Regions from separate parts of the Mus musculus genome. Here regions 2 and 3 are each linked to region 1. Evidence: chromatin contacts called from public promoter capture Hi-C data. All regions are on one chromosome and are shown on one strand. The core of a region is the stretch at or near the end of the contact, and the rest is flanking DNA. Distances in the headings are between cores, read along the strand shown.

The links. Promoter capture Hi-C pulls out the DNA fragments that hold promoters and counts their contacts.
Region 2: a contact with region 1 is called in a promoter capture Hi-C map of embryonic stem cells. The contact joins the enhancer-like site here to the promoter of Npr1 in region 1. A contact is called at or near these places in 19 of 39 promoter capture datasets (the 3T3-L1 cell line, 3T3-L1-derived adipocytes, the C10 cell line and 13 more), 2 of 15 datasets of contacts at CTCF or cohesin (large pre-B cells and stem cell-derived epiblast-like cells), 56 of 484 Hi-C or Micro-C datasets (the 63-12 cell line, B cells, the Ba/F3 cell line and 36 more), 17 of 115 datasets of contacts at active chromatin or transcription factors (the 230-238 cell line, the HPC-7 cell line, bone marrow-derived dendritic cells and 10 more) and 5 of 9 other capture datasets (adipose tissue, embryonic stem cells, liver and 2 more).
Region 3: a promoter capture Hi-C map of the HPC-7 cell line shows a contact between it and region 1. The contact joins the enhancer-like site here to the promoter of Npr1 in region 1. A contact is called at or near these places in 11 of 39 promoter capture datasets (the C10 cell line, the HPC-7 cell line, cranial neural crest and 7 more) and 2 of 9 other capture datasets (adipose tissue and liver).

Annotation. Positions count from the first base shown.
Region 1 is chr3:90,464,243-90,467,863 of GRCm38.p6, forward strand. It overlaps Npr1 (natriuretic peptide receptor 1), which reads right to left and starts at 1,624. Exons shown (of 22, transcript NM_008727.5): 1 at 553-1,624. The coding sequence starts at 1,261.
Region 2 is chr3:90,206,673-90,209,989 of GRCm38.p6, forward strand. Nup210l (nucleoporin 210-like) reads left to right here. Exons shown (of 40, transcript NM_029937.2): 37 at 611-812. Among named protein-coding and RNA genes, the nearest start is that of Rps27, 5.3 kb to the right of the region's middle. Within about 2 kb of position 2,014, at least 23 of the 459 cell types and tissues checked have an H3K27ac peak or open chromatin away from gene starts, as enhancers often do. A contact at or near this core is called in trophoblast stem cells, where this site is marked.
Region 3 is chr3:90,172,748-90,176,265 of GRCm38.p6, forward strand. Nup210l (nucleoporin 210-like) reads left to right here. Exons shown (of 40, transcript NM_029937.2): 22 at 1,583-1,710; 23 at 3,091-3,223. Among named protein-coding and RNA genes, the nearest start is that of Gm24185, 24 kb to the right of the region's middle. Within about 2 kb of position 1,709, at least 1 of the 459 cell types and tissues checked has an H3K27ac peak or open chromatin away from gene starts, as enhancers often do.

The DNA of each region.
Region 1 (3,621 bases), core at 374-2,873:
GTATGAGGGATAGGAAGAGAGAGGAATGGGAGGAAGAAAGAGAAGGTGGGGCAAGGTGTGTGTGTGTGTGTGTGTGTGTGTGTGTGTGTGTGTATGTGTGTCTGTACATCTGTGTGAGTGTGTGTGTGTGTGTGTGTGGGGGGAGACGAGGACCAAGACTGCAGGAAGAATCAGAGAATAACCAGCCAGAGAAGGGACATGAGAGCTCGAGAGCTCATGTGGGAGCAATAGAAGTAACTGGAGGAAGAACGTGGTAAGTTAGAGGGAAAACAGCACGGAGAAGAGCCAGGAAGCTGAGGGCGCAGTAGAACTAGGCCCTTCAGCGCTTAAGTCAAGAAAGTCCGCAGCAGGAAGGTCACGGGAGACAGGAGGGGAGGGGGAGAGGGAAGGAATGCAAACCCGGCGCAGAGAGAAAGAACTAGAAACTCTGAGGTAGGAGTTGGGCAAGACTCTAAGAGGAGGAAGCCTGGCCCCCAGAGGCGGAATGCCAGGCTGTGGACTGGCCGGAGATCAGGCCGCGCGAGCCAGCCGTCTGGTGGGTGCCAGCCTCACCTCTGCCCTTGCGCTGCACGGTCCGCAGTAGCTTGGTGTAGTGGTCCGGGTCGCCCTCGACGAACTCCTGGTGATTTACTGTGATGTTGAGTCGCTCACGCACCCGCATGTACAGCCCCTCCACTATGAAGAAGCACGGCCGGTCGTCGCCCAGCCGATCTGCATAGAGCACAAGCGCCTGGTGCTCCCAGCCCAGCCGTCGATGCAGCGCCGTCACGAAGTCGCCCAGCTTGACATGGCTGGGTCCTGTGCGGGTGGTTAACGCGTACTCATCCTTCACCCCGATGCCCAGAGCCGGGGCGCCAGCCGTCAGCAGCGGCACCCGCCAGTGCGCGGTGAAGCGTCCCACCGGGGCAGCAGAGTATACGCAGCCGGGGCCCAGGAACACCGCGGGGCTGTGCTCCCACTTGAGATCCACCGCGGCCAGCGGTGCAGCGGTGTCGGAGCAGACGCCCGCCGCGTTCTCGCTGCTGCCCAGCACCATACGGACCGTCCAACCCGGCAGCAAGTCCGGCCGAGCCTTCACCCTCCCGAGAGCCAGTTCCACCGCCGGCCCTACACGCGCCCAAGACCACGGGTACGAGGTGTTGGTCAGCGGCAGCACCACGGCCACGGTCAGGTCGCTCGCGTGGCCGCTTCGGAGCAGCAGCAGCGGCGGTAGCAGCAGCAGCGCCCTTAGGCGCGGACGGACGCGTCGGGAACCCGGCATGGCCTCAGCGAGCGCAGCGACGGAGCAGCGCTGTCACCATGGTCTGATCGCCGTCCTCGGGCTCAGAGGCGAGGGTCGGGAGTCAAGAGCGCCCGAGCCGTAGCGAGGGAGGGGGCTGGGTTGAAGCCGCAGCGGCGAGAGCAAGCTGCCTGCCGAGGCTGCGACTGTCCCGCCGTCGAGCAGGAGCGCGGAATTGGGAGCGTCCGAGAGCGGAGGGTGCTTTAGAGCAGGTGAGAGCGAGCGCAGCACCCGAAGGGAGTCCGTGGAGAGCGAGAGAACGAGAGGGCGATCTAAGAAGAGCGAGGGGAGCGGGTGCGCCAGCGAGGAAAGGGGAGTGTGCGCTCGCGCTTGCCCCAGGAGTATGCCAGAAGGGGCGTCCGGCTGGCCCAAGTCTCCGGCCGTTCCGGAGGCGGGCGGGGGCGGGGTGGGGGGGGGGTGGGGGGGACGGGACCACAAGGTCCCGAGCCAGGCAGCGAATCCTCCCCTCCCAGATTCGGCGACAAGAGAGCCGGGGGAGCCAATCCCGGTCCTTTAACTCCTTCCTCCCAGCCCTGACTATGGCTGGTTCCCACCCTCGCGTGCGCCAGTTATTGCTGACCCTCTTCCCGCCGCGCTGTCCCTGCGCAAGGTTTCCCTCCCTTGGCAGCACCCGCGGGCGGGGCGCCTAGGCCGCGGGGGAACCAGGACTGAGGAAGGGTGTGAGGAAGCTGCCCCCCCTCGCCCCCTCCTATACCCCCCTTTTCTACCTGGCTCCTAGGGAAGAGGAAAGTAGAGGTTTGTTTGGATCTTGGCCGGGAAAGGTGTGTGTGGCTATAGGAGTTTGGGAGGGTTTCTGGAAAAGGCAATCAAGTAGAGGCGAGCCAGAGTCCGGGTTACCCAGTCCATCAATGAGTACCTCCCCTTTCTTCTTCGCCGCCTCCCAGATCCCGCAGATTAACAGAGCAAGATGACCAGGTGGGAGGGTGGAGTTAACTCTTTAGTTCCCCAAATAATGATGGAAACTGGGGAGAGAGAGTGGGTGGCTAGAGAAGAGATGTAACCTCGTGTGAGTGTTTTGTGTGGAAGATCATTAAAATAGGACTGTGAAGTTCTGGTTGGAAATGACCACGGGAAGAATAAATGAAGGAGCGAGTCTTTGGGACGGAACGCCATGGGATTAGTCTGCCCTCTAATGGTTATCCGCATTCATTAACCGTATTGCGCCATCAACTTCGCCAGCCTTGAGCCCGAACAGGATCTTAAGGTCAGCAAACATTTCAAGAGGACCAGCTGTGTCAAGTGCCAGTTAAATGCTGACGGCATAACGATGAAATATATAATATTATTATATATGTTTTGAGGACAAATAACCATAACACAATATACTTTAAGCACTGGAAAAAGAGACAGGGATATGCCCAGAGACCGAGATGAGAGCTATTAATTCTACCTGGATTGGAGCCAGGAAAACTTCCAAAGAGAGAAAAACTCACCGAGGGTCAAAGGATAAAAAAGGGTACTTGGGGCTGGAGATATAGTTCAATAGTTAAGAACGTTTATTGCCCTTCCAGAGAACCAGAGTTCCGTTCCCAGCACCTACATCAAGTGGCTCATAACCATTATTCCAGCATTCCAGCTCCAGGGGAACCTCTGGGGATCTCTCTCTCTCTCTCTCTCTCTCTCTCTCACACACACACACACACACACACATACATCTGGCATACAAACACATATGTATGATTTAAAATAAATCTAGTTAAGAAAGGAAAGAAAAAGGTATTATGTGGAGAAAGCAAACTGTTGAAGTCTATTTTCTATACATGAAGAGTTAGGATTTTTTATGGAGGCAGACTTGCAGTCTCTTTGTTTTATTTAATTATCTTTGTCCATACTAATTTTTATTTATTTATTTATTTATTTATTTTATTTATTTATTTATTTTTGGTTTTTCGAGACAGGGTTTCTCTGTGTAGCCCTGGCTGTCCTGGAACTCACTCTGTAGACCAGGCTGGCCTCGAACTCAGAAATCTGCCTGCCTCTGCCTCCTGAGTGCTGGGATCAAAGGCGAGCGCCACCACTGTTTGGCCTTAAGTAGTTTTTCTTACATATTAAGACTCTGTGAGTATATCCATCTAAATGGAAAGCCAGAGGCATAGGGTCCCCTGGAGCTGGAGTCCCAGGCCGTTGTCAGCCATGCTCCCAGGTGCTGGGAACAGAACTGAAGCCTGCAGAGGTGAGTCCTCCTGACTACTGGGCCCTTCTCTAAGCCCCTGATTTAAAAAAAAGAAAATTTGTGTGTGTGTGTGTGTGTGTGTGTGTGTGTGTGTGCGCGCGCGCGCAAGTACCTTTAGAGGCCTGAAGAGGGCTTTTGATCTCTTAGA
Region 2 (3,317 bases), core at 764-3,263, 260 kb before region 1:
TAAAGGCGTGCACTAAGATGCCACCTTGCTTTATGAGCTGGCTTCACTGAACCTGGAGCCTGCTTCAGGGATCCTCCTGTCTGGGCCTCCCAAGAGCTAGCTTTTATTTCAAGCATGGCTTCTCTGCCTTGCCCTGGCTGTCTGAACTTACCATGTCCTTACTTCAAACTGCCTGTCTCTGCTGAGACGTGCATGCTCCGTGACTATCTCAGTCTGCTTGTTTTTTTTTTGTTGTTGTTGTTTTTTTTTTGGTTTTTTGAGACAGGGTTTCTCTTTATAGCTCTGGCTGTCCTGGAGCTCACTTTGTAGACCAGGCTGGCCTCGAACTCAGAAATCCACCTGCCTCTGCCTCCCGAGTGCTGGGATCAAAGGCGTGCACCACCAGAAGTCTACATCAGTCTGCTTGTTAAATAAGTGATGGGGATTTAATACATGTCCTCATGCTTGCAAAGCAAGAACTGTTCTGTCCCTGTCCCTTTTTAACTACATCCACAGTGGTGAAAAAGCGAATGACTTACTGGCTGGCTAGCTGAATCTTGAAAATTCTTGTACTAACAGAGACAACACTAATTTGTCTTCTTTGAAACAAGTATTTTCTCTTTCCTCCAAGGTCTTCCACAGCTCCCCCTTTCTAGCAGTGTCTGGCTATAAGCACTCAATGCTCACGACAGGCCTAACTGTCTACCTAGTAAGAATAGTCAACTTCACTGCCTTCCAGCAGATGTCATCACCCGCTTTCATTAATGTTTCCTGTGCACTGACCAATCAACAAGAAGCTGTGATAGTCAGAGCAAAAGATGCATCTGGTGCAGGTGAGCTCTGGGGTCGTTTTTGTTGTTTTTTTTTTTTTTTCGAGACAGGGTTTCTCTGTGTAGCCTTGGCTGTCCTGGAACTCATTCTGTGGACCAAGCTCCCCTTGAACTCTGAGATCCGCCTGTCTCTGCCTCCCAAGTGCTGGGATTAAAGGTGTCTGCCACCACGCCCGGCTTTCTGGGGACTTTTTAAGATTTATTTTATGTATGAGTATGTGATCTTCATGCACACTAGAAGGCATCAAATCCCACTACAGATGGTTGCGAACCACCATGTAATTGCTGGGAATTGAACTTAAGGACTTCTTTAAGAGCAGCCAGTGCTCTTAATCACAGAGCCATCTCTCCAGCCCCACTGGGAACGAATTTTAATCCACACGGGAAAGGAATGTATTCACAATGGGCCTTCTGCTCTAGAGGCTGAGTCTCACTAAGCGTTGGCCAGGCTAGAACTGAACTCACGCTCAGATCTCTGGCTCCCTAGTCTACACTGCTCTCCCTGGTTTTCATAAAGACAAGGTCTCACCCTGTACCTGCAGCTCCTTGTAGCCATGTTCCTAAGGACCTACACATCCCGAATGCTGCAACTTTAGGTATACAGTACTCAGACCTTTTTATCGTTATTGTGTATTCCAGGAGACGGACTTTAATTCCGAATGTAGGAAGGTAGGATGACCTTTGACTTCTCATCTTCCCCACTTTCATGATACAGGGCAGTCACTGTACCAACTGATCTACACTGTCAGCCTCAAATGTATTTTATACTTAGGCTGAGCACGGTGACCCTGGTGGCCCAAAGCTGTAACCCCAGCATTTGAAAGATAAAGAAGTATACAACTTACCAATGCAGCCTTGCCAGGTAGAAGCAGCTATAACATTCAACCCATCTTCAGCTCATTCATTAAGTCATGTGAGCTCATCTGATCCCCACCAAACATTAAAATGTCCAGAAATCAAGTGTTAGGTAGGTCACCAAACATGGGCTTAGGCAATGCTACAATATTCTGCTCAAATTTATTTGGTCCTTGACCCAGAAAATATTTATATAAACAGCAACATATGGTAAGAGGTAACTGTAGGGTTTGTTGTTCATGTGTGGGTATTCACACTGAGTGTGAATGGAAACAGTCAACCTTCAGTGTGCCATGCCTCAGGCACCTAGACTGGCAGTTTCTCACTGGCCTGGAAGTAGACAGGTTTGCCTCTGCCTAGGATCACAAGCAGGTATGCAATTGGAATGTAACAGGAACCACAAGGGCCTGTGGGTACATAACACTCCAGTCTTAGTTTGGCAGGGGGTGGCGTATGCCTTTAATCCCAGCACCAGGGAGGCAAAGGCAGTTAGGCCTTAAACAAATCCAGCACACCAAGCATGTTGGCACATCCCTTTATCCCAGTACGCAGGAGGAAGAGACAGGCAGATCTGAATTCAAGGCCAGCCTGCTCTACAGAACAAGTGGAGGGCAGACAGATCTGTTTCACAGATAAACCCTGTCTCAAAAAAAAAAAAAAAAACCTTTGTCTGTAAAGTAATCCAGGTAGTATTTGCATAGTGTATGCAAAGCCCTGGGTACATGGCCTAGCAAGCACCTCAGATAACTGGCTAAAGTCTATGTCTATAATCCCAACACTTGAGGTAAGAGTCAAAAAGATCAAAATATCAAGGTCATTCCTGGCTGCATGGCAATCTAGCATGCAGCCAGGAATGTGTGTATGGAGGGGAGGGAGGGTACACACCACCTTACTGTAAAAGGTTCTCTAGACACAGCATGAAGATAAGGAACAGAGTCAGAACCTGAATCAGCAGGCTAGCAAGATGGCACTTGTCCTGTCTACCGACTAAGTCTAAGTCTAGAAAAGTCCTGACTTCCATGTATGTACCATGGTACCAGCATACAAATTAGAAATATAAACTAAATCTGCATAAAGCCACAAGTTTGAAGCTTCAAGTTGGTTTTTGTTTTTTTTTGGGGTTTTTTAAAAGTTTTTGTTTTTCGAGACAGGGTTTCTCTGTATAGCCCTGGCTGTCCTGGAACTCACTCTATAGACCAGGCTAGCCTCGAACTCAGAAATCCACCTGCCTCTACCTCTGGAGTGCTGGGATTAAAGGCGTGTGCCACCAGGCCCGGCGGGGCTTCAAGTTTACAAGTTTTCAAGCAGCAGACTTTGACTTGGGAGGACACAAGATTCTCACACTCCTGAACCAAAAAACAAAAGGACAAGATGATAAGGCCTCAATTTTCTTTTTTCAATATTTATTTAGGGCTGGAGAGATGGCTCACAACCATCTGTAATGGGATCTGAAGCCTTCTTCTGGTGAGTCTGAAGACAGTGACAGTGTATTCACATAATTTTTTTAAAAAATAAAGCAATCTTTTTTTTTCCACCCCTGCCCCTAAAGCAATCTTTTAAAATATTTAATGTAAGTACACTGTCTTCAGGCATACCAAAAAGGGGCATTGGACCCCATTACAGATGGTTGTGAGCCCCCATGTGGTTGCTGGG
Region 3 (3,518 bases), core at 459-2,958, 290 kb before region 1:
TAAAAGGGAGTTGTGAGGAAAATATAAGCCTAGTGCAATGCTAACAAAAAATTAATTTTAAAATATCCAAGAAAGAACATGTCATGGTGGTACATGCCTTTAATCACAACAGAAGCAGAATCAGGCAGATCTTTGTAAGTTCAAGGCCAGTCTGATCTACATAGGGAGTTCCAGTACAGCCAGAGCTACATAGAGAAGCCATTTCTCAAGAAAACAAAAAAAGCTGGGTGGTGATAGCACATCCCACACTGGGGAGACAGAGGCAGGAAGATCTCTGAGCTTAAGGCCAGCCCGGTCTACCAAGTGAGTTCCAGGATAACCAAGGCTACACAGAGAAACTGTCCTCTCTCTCTCTCTCTCTCTCTCTTTCTCTCTCTCTCTCTCTCTCTCTCTCTCTATATATATATATATATATATATATATATATATATATATACACACACACACATACACACACATGCATACCTATACCTATACCTATACCTATACCTATACCTATACCTATACCTATACCTATAACTATACATATGGGGGATTCAAAATAGGATTTCTAATGTGTATGCCTGACTATCCTAGAACTCACTCTTTAAACCAGGCTGACCTCGAATTCATAGAGATCTATCTGACTCTATCTCCCAAATTTTGGGATTAATGACGTACCCTACTATCTGGCTAATAAATAAAAATGTAAAATCCTAGAAAAGACTGGGGATATAGGTCAGTCCATAGAGTCCTTGCCTGGACTGCATAAAGCCCTGGGTTCACTCTCCATACCAATACACCAGGTGTAATGGTGCAAGTTTATAATCCCGGGAGGTGAGGACATCCACTGAATAGTGAGTTCAAGGCTATTTTAGAATACAAAACCCTATCAAAGCAACAACAAAATCCAAAAGGCTAGAGGCTAACTCCTACAATCTCAGAACTCAGGAGGCTAAGATTGCCATAAGTTTGAAGCTAACATGGGGCACACAGTGAGATCCAGACCAGCCTAGGCTACAGGGTTAGACACTGACTTAATGAGAGAGAGAGAGAGAGAGAGGGAGAGAGAGAGAGAGAGAGAGAGAGAGAGAGATCCCTGAATGCAGGTGGTAGAGTCAAGCAAATCTCTGTGAGTTCAAAACCATCCTGTTCTAAATGAGATTCAGGCCAGCCTGGGCCACAGAAGAAGAGGAGACACAGGCAGAGATGGATGGCTAGGAGATGGATGGCTAGGTGGCTCACTGGTAAGGGTACCTACTGCCAAGCCTGAGGTTACCTAGACTCACAGGTGAAAGAAGAGAATAACTCCTGCAAATTGTCCTCTCATCTCCCTGGCACTACGGTGCATACAGGTGTGCACATACATTCAAGTAAATACATACATACATTCAAGTAAATTCAAGTAATTAAAAAGAAAGGAGTGAAGGAATCCATGAAGAGGGAGGGAAAGATGGGGACGACATAGTACACACAGCTTCGGGGTAAGTTGACCAGAGGCATACCAGGAACATCCAGCATGCACAGAAATGTCTGCCCCTCAAAATGTAGCCATCCTTACTTAACGGATACCTGTCACTTGCTGGCTTTTTTCAACTACTAGGTTGAGATCGGTAAAACCGTGTTAGTGGTTGTGAGGGTTCTTGGCTCGTCCAAACACCCTTTCCGGAACAAGTACTTCAGAAACATGGAAGTCAGGCTGCAGCTGGCATCTGCCATCGTCACCCTGAGGTGAGTGCCACTCAGTACCTCTTCTCTCCTACGATGAGAGTCTCCCTCCTCGTGGCCTCTCGGCTTCCCTTAGTTTAGTCAGATTGTTTTCTGTCCTTTCTGTAGTTTTCTTTGAACATACTCTGTTCTCTGTCAGTGTCCCTGGGAAGTATTCATTTAGGCTGGGTGCTGTGGTGCACACCCGTAACCCCAGCACTCAGGAGGCTGAGACTCAAATATCACAATTTTAAGGCCAGACTGAGTTATACAGGGCTCCCTCAAAAGTTAAAATAATGGGGCTGGAGAGATTGCTCAGTGGTTAGAGCACTGGCTGCTCTTCCAGAGGATCTGGGTTTGATTTCCAGCACTTGCTTGGCGGTGTACAGCCTGTTACAGTCTATAGCTCCAGTTCCAGAAGATCCAACACCCTCTTCTGGCCAGACACACAAGTGATGCACAGACATGCATGTAAACCAAATACGAAAAATAAAAGCATAAAATTAAATATTAAAATTAAAACATTCAAATCCCTAAATCACTAAAATATGTCATTTAGTTTAAGCACTAAAATATGCCATTTCTGTTTTTGTTTTCTAAAACTCTCCTTGGATGTTATATTCTGGGAGTGCCTTAACCTGGAAGGCCTTCAAAAATTGCTAACAAACTTTCTTGATAGTCTCCTTCAAAAAAGAAGGCATACAAGAATTCCCTGAGGGGGCTGGAGAGATGGCTCAGCAGTTAAAAGCACTGGCTGCTCTTCAGAGGACCTGAGTTCAATTCTCAGCAACCACATGGTGGCTCACAACTCTCTGTAATGGGATCTGATGCCCTCTTCTGGCGTGTCTGAAGAGAGCAACAGTGTACTCATATAAATAAAATAAATAAATAAATCTTAAAAAAAAAACAAAAAAGAATCCCCTGAGCACAGTGGCTTACACCTGCCATCCCAGCCTTGGGAGGTGGAGACAGGAGTGTGAGTTCAAGGCCATCCTGGATTCTATGAGATTCTGTCTGCTCGGGAATTTGGTCCTCGCAATGCTGTCGCTGTTCTTATCACACTTAATCCTTTCTGCCTGGAAGAAAGGTTCTGCTCCCCAGGAATTTGTTGTCATCGCAGGAAATTAGTCTTGACTCTGGAGATTCATTTTCTGGAAGGTTCATTTAGCAAGAATTAAAATACATTAAGCATCTTAGAAAGATGAATTACTGATCCTTCTCAAAACCTGACCTCAGCAGGGCTTAGTGGCATTTTTAATTAATCCTTTAATCCCAGCACCAGGAGGCAGAGGAAGGCAGATCTCTGTAAGTTCCATGACAGCCAGATCTGCATAGAGGGATGCTGTCTGAAACAGACAGACAACTGCCAGATCTTTCTCACTGGTACCACATGGATCTTTGCAGATTAATGGAAGATCAGGATGAGTACTCTGAAAACTACATGCTCCGTGCTGTCACTGTTGGACAAACCACACTTGTAGCCATTGCCACAGACAGAATGGGGAAGAAATTCACATCAGCGCCTCGGCATATCGAGGTGGGTAAAGTCCCTCATGTCCTCACGTCACAGCATTGGCCTTCCCTGGTTTTGTTTTTGGTTTTTTTGGTGTTTTTGTTTTTGTTTTTTGGGACAGGGTTTCTCTGTGTAGCCCTGGCTGTCCTGTAACTCATGCTGTAGACCAGGCTGGCCTCGAACTCAGAAATCTACCTGCCTCTGCCTCCTGAGTGCTGGGATTAAAGGCCTGCGCCACCACTGCCAGGCTATACATTAATATCTTTTGCTGGGGAATTTCCTGTGTATAATTAACTATTTTCTTCCCTCCAAGATTAAT